Regions from separate parts of the Rattus norvegicus genome. Here region 1 is linked to region 2. The links are chromatin contacts, called in public Hi-C maps. All regions are on one chromosome and are shown on one strand. The core of a region is the stretch at or near the end of the contact, and the rest is flanking DNA. Distances in the headings are between cores, read along the strand shown.

Region 1 (3,598 bases), core at 648-3,147, 130 kb after region 2:
TCCTATACCCCAGGCTAACCTAGATTACTAAATAAACCATTGTTTTATTTATTACTAAATAAACCATTGTTCTCTCCTACACTGGGCAGTCCACTGATCCCCTTCCTACCTCTACCTCCCAAGGTTTCAGCGTGTCCACCTAACCCAGCTTCCTTCTGGCTTGGTCTGAGGAAGGAGTTCTGCTAGGCCTGAGCATCTAACAACTGAATTCCAGATTCTGCTCCCTCCCAACCTGAGATTTGAGGACTTTGACGGGGGCTCTTGTTTCTTGGACCCAGAACTGCTATGTTTCAGCAAAAGGCTTACAAGTCCAGCAGTATTTCTGGCTTTTTAGCATCTGTGTGCACGGCATTCGTGTCTTACCACTTGGAAGCTGTTTACAGCCTTCATCTGATGGTTTGTTGTAGTTATTTACTTTGGTCGATAGGGAGTTTTCTTGATATAGACCGCATCACACTGTAAACATGAAGCAGCCACAGAGCTCCGCCTCACACAGCTCCGCCTCCTTGGGAGAGTCCGACTGTTCCTCCGAATCACTGTTTACTTGTGGACTGAAGTTTCCATGAGTGTTTTAATTTTTGCCAAGAAAAATCAATCATGTGCACTGAAGTTCTGCTTTAAATTTCATGCCTCATCTGACACAGAGTATATAAATGGTGCAGACGCGTCATGTGGGAGAGCCCTCCTTGGGTCGCTTAGCACCTGGGGTTTGCTCACTCCTGTAGCCTGTTGCCTGAGGTCAGTGCAGCCTTGCTTCTAATCTGTTGTTTTAAAAACCTAATGTTTTCCTGGCTCCTGAGGCATCCTCTGAAATTGTTGGCATAACTCTGTGCTCATTTTGACATTTACTATACACCAACACCATACACATTTTAAATATTTCCACATCATTTTCTGTCATTGTGCAGAGATAGCAGATGAGTTCTTTATGCAAATGTTTGGAGAAGGGTGGCCTCACACAGCAAGATGTCTAATTAAAACCACATAGGAAGCTAAGATGTGGTGACACAAGCCGGTGATTAAGTACTCTGGAGGCTGAGGCAGGAGGATTGTTATGAATTTGGGACCAGCCTATGCTGCTACTATGTGATAAACCATTTTCAAATTATATTTTAATCACTAATTGAAAAACTATCAAAGGAAGAAAGCAGCTGTAGTAGCTCATATTCTTTCTAGCAGTTTACATCTCACAGAAGTATGGAGAGGGGCATATACAGTGCCTAAGGAAACGGCTCAATGTGTAGTTTTTTGCTACATAAATGCAAGGTTGTCCTGCAGGGCCCATCTCTAGTTCCAGCACTCAGGAGGAGTAGTCATGAGGATCTCTGGAGCAAGCTGAGAGACCCTGGGGACGGGAGAGCAGTAGAACAAGAACTGTGGCCTGGGACTTCTAGTCACAGGTGTGCACGGACAGACTGAAGGGCATGCACACACACAAGCAGGCATTCACTCCCACTAGCCAAACGAAGGAGTCCCTAATGCCCTGTGTGTGAGAAGTAAGGTAAGCTGCGAAATCCCTCAGAAGCCTGTTCAAGTACAGTTCTGTACACACTACAATGATTTAAAAATAACATTAAACCCAGTTTAAATACTGTAATATTTATGATGTTTAAACTCCTATAAAATAAATGCCACAAGCAAACATAAAAGAAATGCCAATTTAATGTAATTAGCACTTGATACAAATATAATCCTTTCATTTTGCTTGTTTCTGCTTATGAATACAAATTTGCATTCGCAGATCATGAGCAATAAGTTTTATCATTTAGTGGTGCATGTCACGTGCCTCTAGAGGGCAGTGTGCTCTCAGCTTTTCAGTTACTACAATCAAGGCTTGAGTCTGGGTACCCTGGGAGCAGATGCTGTGGCATCTCTTCATTCTGTTGTGTTTTCTGTGGCTTATTCTCCAAATTCTTCACAAGGAATGCGACTGTGTTTCACTATCAATATACAGCTCTTTTGTGTAGATCTCCAGTCCCTGTGTGATTCCTGCTATGCGAAGAAGCTTCCTAGTCGTCCTATTTCAGAAGTGTTGTCACTGTGGTCCCAGCCCTCCTGCCCTGGAGCATGTGTGCCCTGCTGTTTTGTAAACCAGCAGCAGTTGACTGGATGCCATGATCCAGGCCCTGTTGGAACTGTTAATCCATCTCTCTCTTCTTACCATTAATTAGCCCTGTCCTTCCCTTGCTGCACCGTCTATTCCCGGTGGCCTCTGCTTTCAACACCTCATAATTTTTTTCTCTACTGTTTTCTTTTATGCCCCTTTCTAGAAAGTCTATAAGATGAATTTGGATCTCCTGTCTTGGGTCTGGAGCTCCTGTTCCTTGTCTTTTTTACGTGTGAGGGACTCCCCATTGCCACTTCTTCGTCCTATTGCATTCTTGCCCCTACAGTGTGTTCTTAAAGAGACTTTTCTTTGAACATTTCTCTTATTATCAAGACTTTTCTTATTTTATGTACTTTCTATTGTTTAATATTTTTACAGGTTTTTGTTCTTTGTTTTTTTTTTAACTGTTAATCTCCATTGTTTTATTCTTCCTTCTTTGTTGTTTAATCATTCTTTCTCAGTCCTGACTGACATTGTACTCAGACTGGCACCTGGCCCTCATTGCTGTGATGAAACCAAACACTCCCTTCAGTGTCCTTGAGTCCTCAACTGACCACTACATAAAAAAGTTTAACTCTTTAGTTTTATTACTAATCTGCTTTTATTTCATTATTTAATTTTCTTGACTTCTGAGCCTTCTTTCCAGCCCTTCCCCAACTCAGTTGTTACGAGCACTGTAGGGTCTTCTAGGACATTTGTGTTCAACTCCTATTCCCTAGATGCTGACTCACAACTGTAACTTCATTCCCAAGAATCTGATGCCATTGTAGGTGGTGCACATACACACAGTCACACAAACACCCACATATATGAAGCCAATACAAAAAGATTAATTATTTTAATTCAGCCTGTCTTCCATTTCAGGTACAAAAACAGGATTAAGACTACAAACTCTTAAGCTTGGTTTTGATAATTGCAGGTGGCAAAATATTTCAGTCAAGTGTTTAGAATAAAACAAACTTATTTATTTATTTATTTATTTAGAGAAACTTTTATTTCCTTCTTTGTGAGTAAGTAGGAATTCTGTTCTAGTTCTGTTGTTCTAGACATATTTCTGGGAATCACAGAGGCAGACATTTTAGTTGTTTATGTGAAAAACAAAATGTTCTATCTATAACTCATCACAGAGGAAACCAGGAAGGTTGTTCTCTTTGTACTCATGAGGAGGAATTTTGGAAACAGTGTTTCCTGAAGAAAGTAGAGAAGGCAGTGAGAGTCAGTATACTATTCAGGACACTTGCCTCTTAGTGCTGTTAATTACTAAGACACCCAAGCAACCAAGTTAGAGTTGAGCGTGGTAGGCAGAGTAGTATTGAGGTTTAATTATCTGAACTGGAATTGTAAATCTGTTGTTAGTAATTTTAGTTCTCAAAATGGTTAAAATATTAAAGACAAGAGAAAAAGAAGAACAGGTCATCAGTGTTCCAGGGTTATGTATACACTGAGAGTGGGGAGGTAGGATGGTTCCCTGCACTCCACAGTAGATGGCGT
Region 2 (3,650 bases), core at 941-3,440:
GGTCTGAATTGGGTATAGAATAAAAGCATAGATGAAGGAGCATGTTGAATCTGCCCAGAATATTTAACTGAAATAGTTTTCCTATATTTTTCTTTCTTTTACTTTTTTTTTGAGCCAGACCTTCCCTCTAACCCATACTGGTCTCAAACTTTTGGCAGTCGTCCTGGGTAGTCTCCCAAGAATTAGGGTTATAGGCATGTGTCATTGTGCCCGGCTCTATAATATAATCTTAAAATTTTTATTAGTTTATTTTATTGAAAGTATACAAAATAATGAATGTCATTTCTGGCATCTTCAGACATGTATCCTTGTCCGTCCTTCCTTCCTTCCTTCCTTCCTTCCTTCCTTCCTTCCTTCCTTCCTTCCTTCCTTCCTTCCTTCCCCTGTAGTATGATTCCTAAGGCGGTATTTTAGACAAGCTCACCTGTGTGTTCTAATAGCATTATGCAGATTCCAGTAATTTGATGTAGGCTGGCCGATACTTCGAAATTGAAATTTATCCTAAGTTGGGATCTTTCTTGAATGAGAGCCCCCTTCTTTTGCTAAGAATATATGTATAATTGGTTTTTGCTTATTTGTATATGGATTTGTGGTATATGTTCTTGAATGTGCATGAGTGTATGTTTCCCTGGGAGAGCATGCAGAGGCCTGAGGAGAAAAAAGCCATGGGCTCTTCTTCTCAGTTGTTTCTTTGTATTATTGCCTTGAGACAGGGTCTCTTTTGAACCAGAAGCTGCTGTTTCAGCTCTACTGTCTGATCAGGGAGGTCTCAAAATCTGCCTGTTTCTGCTTGTTAATGTTAGGAGGAATGGGCATGCGGAAGTGAATACTTTGAAACAGTACAATTGAGAAGGTTGGAGTGGCTGTATGAACCAGGCATGCACATGACTACCGCTTACCAACAGTCTGTGGCAGAGAGATGCTGCAGTTGGAGTCTCTGAACCTGAGTTCACACGATATTACCACCCACTGCAAGGGTTCATTTCAGTGCTGTATGTGGGGCTTCGATAAATGTGCAGTGACATGTGTCACTGAGCATTGTTCACTCATGTCCCCACACCTTGAATAGAGGCATCATCAATCTCCTTGTTCCTTGACATTGTATTTGGCATATGTCTTTTGTCATACTTGGAGTGGCCACTTCAGATTGGTTTCTGCGAGCTTCCCTGTGTCTTCTTTCATGGATGATTATAGTTTATACATTTTGCTCTTTGGAGTATCACAGTTAATGTCGTATACCATTGTAAATGTAGTTTATAATGCCATAAGCTATGTAAATGTCACATTTGTAGCTTGACTTTTTTCTTGTGTATGTGTGATCGTGCATGTATGCACACAGACAAGTAAGTGGAGCACACTGGATGAAGTTTTAAGGATTCTTTTCTTTCTCATGTAGTTCCCTCCCCTATGGGTAAGACAGTCACTGTCCTGACCACAGATTAGCTTTGCAGTTTTAAACTTTTTTCTTTAAAGGTATTTATTTTGTGTATGTGAGTACACTGTCACTGTCTTCAGACACCAGAAGAAGGTATGGGATTCCATTACTAATGACTGTGAGCCACCATGTGGTTGCTGGGATTTGAACTCAGGACCTCTGGAAGAGCAGTCAGTGCTCTTAACCACTGAGCCATCTCTCCAGCCCAGCTTTGCAGTTTTAAAACACAATATAAATGTATGCAGCATGGGGGTTGGGGATTTAGCTCAGTGGTAGAGCGCTTAAGGCCCTGGGTTCAGTCCCCAGCTCCGAAAAAAAGAAAAAAGAGAAAAAAAAGGAAAAAAAAAGTATGCAGCATGGAATCTTCCTGTCTTGTCTTTTGTCTTCTGCTCAGTGTATATTTTAGGTTCATCTCATTCAAGCTGTAGTAAAAAGAATGAATTAGAGGCAATCAAGTTTGTGTGCCTGAGTGACTGTGATGTGTTTATGACAGCTGCTTAGACCAACACTCTGTGTAATGGTGTCACATTGACTTCTGAGCACCTTCCTGTCTGCCTCCTGGCACACATGTCAGGCTGTCTGAGTGGTTTCACATTAACATCTACCCCAAGGAAGATCTTTGACTACAGAAGTGTTAGTTGCAAATAGAAGATACCATTAGAGCAGCTTCAAAGGCCTGGTACTTAGATTGGTGTGCGCTGAAGTCATGGCTGGGGCTGTGAGGTCTGTCTGGTGCAGCCGTGCATAGCCACGGGCCACATGCTGCCCTCCTTTCATCCTCCTCTGGAAAAGCAGGCTGGAGGGAAAGGGTCAGAGCTGCCTCAGTGCTTTTTCAGTGTGTGTGAAAATTTGGAAGTATGAAAATATGAGTAACAGCTCCATTCATTATTTATGTTCTGTGGTTTTCATACTCTTCCTGAGACTCACTTCCTTTGCTTCAGTTTTGTGTTTTGTAGTTAGTGTCAAGACCAAAATACAGACTGGCCTGCTGTCTCCTTCATGTGGTCAGCAAATATCTGTTCTTTAAGTTGTAAGTTCTCACAAATACACATTTTAGGTGGTTTTTGTGGTTTGTGTTTTCTTCCTTGTTGGCACACAGAGTCTGCTGTGGAGACACTGACTCTGGCATCAGCCGAATCATTTGTGGTTGGGCAGCAAAAATAAAATAGCAAATGTATTCCCCTCTTGCCCCCAGTCCAGGCAGGCGTTTGCAGGGCTGCCCCTGACCTGCAGGGGTGCATTCCTCCACCTGGCTAAGCTGAAAACCTGGGGCAGAGCCGCAGCGTGGAGCACTGGCCACACCTGGTTACAGCAGAGCCTCCCAAATGAAAGCTGTTAGGTTGGCTTTGAGGTGGCTTCTTACTGTGATGCCAAGGCAGCACAAATTCTCCAACTGTGGTGATCCTCCTGCCGTAGCCTCCCTAGCTGGGTATTACAGTTATGTGTGAACTATAGGAGATGCTGGTGTCTTTTGAGGTTGAAAGTTTTGTGCAGTCTTTCTCCTTTTTCTTTTTAATTTTTGTAGTGAAAGCATAATCCCATGGTTCATGGAAGGATTGGTGCAGATACTGCACCCCCTTGAACACATACACAATTTGTTGATGCCTCTGTCTCCTTTTTAAATATGTGCAGTTTTTTTTGTTTTTTGTTTTTTGTTTTTTTTTTTTTTGGAGATAGAGGTTTCTCTCTGCAGCACTGGCCTTCCTGGAACTTATTGTGTAGGCCAGGCTGGCCTTGAACTCAGAAATACATCTGCATCTGCCCTCTGGTGCTGAGATTAAAAGCATGCACCACCCCTGTCTGGCAAACTGAGGTACATACATATAACCCAGCTGTGTTCTATAGGTCATTTCTGTGCTCTAAAACAGCATAGTTAATGTCAAGCCTATATTAATAGTTGTTAGGTGTAATGTTACAGTAATAACAAAGAAGGTGTTGGTGGTCAGTACAGATGTGCCCACACCTGCTTGGAGATGGTGTTGGAGTGCGGAGGATGCCGTGGGCACACTGGACCGACTGTACAGCAGCAGGGTAGCACGGGTGCTGAAGCAGAGTCTGTGAGCTGCTACTATTTGCTTTGTGATTGCTCGGGTTACTTAATGGCTAATTAAAATCTCCTCGAGTCTGTCGCACTGAATGCCTGGTCAGCCTGCCTCAGATCCCACACAGCTGGCATTATAGGTATGTGCCAGCTCATGCCTGGCCATTTTGGCCT

Evidence for each region. Hi-C and Micro-C count contacts between places; a contact is called where the count stands out from the background.
Region 1: a Hi-C map of Schwann cells shows a contact between it and region 2, with 7 times the contacts expected there. The contact joins two enhancer-like sites. A contact is called at or near these places in 3 of 12 Hi-C or Micro-C datasets (the Rat2 cell line, Schwann cells and mammary epithelial cells).

The regions. Positions count from the first base shown.
Region 1 is chr10:70,874,169-70,877,766 of GRCr8, forward strand. The region is part of intron 16 of Bcas3 (BCAS3, microtubule associated cell migration factor); the gene reads left to right. All of the region lies in intron 1 of LOC134480843 (large ribosomal subunit protein eL21-like), which reads right to left. Among named protein-coding and RNA genes, the nearest start is that of Bcas3, 160 kb to the left of the region's middle. Within about 2 kb of position 1,898, at least 1 of the 93 cell types and tissues checked has an H3K27ac peak or open chromatin away from gene starts, as enhancers often do. A contact at or near this core is called in Schwann cells, where this site is marked.
Region 2 is chr10:70,743,726-70,747,375 of GRCr8, forward strand. All of the region lies in intron 6 of Bcas3 (BCAS3, microtubule associated cell migration factor), which reads left to right. All of the region lies in intron 1 of LOC134480843 (large ribosomal subunit protein eL21-like), which reads right to left. Among named protein-coding and RNA genes, the nearest start is that of Bcas3, 34 kb to the left of the region's middle. Within about 2 kb of position 2,191, at least 8 of the 93 cell types and tissues checked have an H3K27ac peak or open chromatin away from gene starts, as enhancers often do. A contact at or near this core is called in Schwann cells, where this site is marked.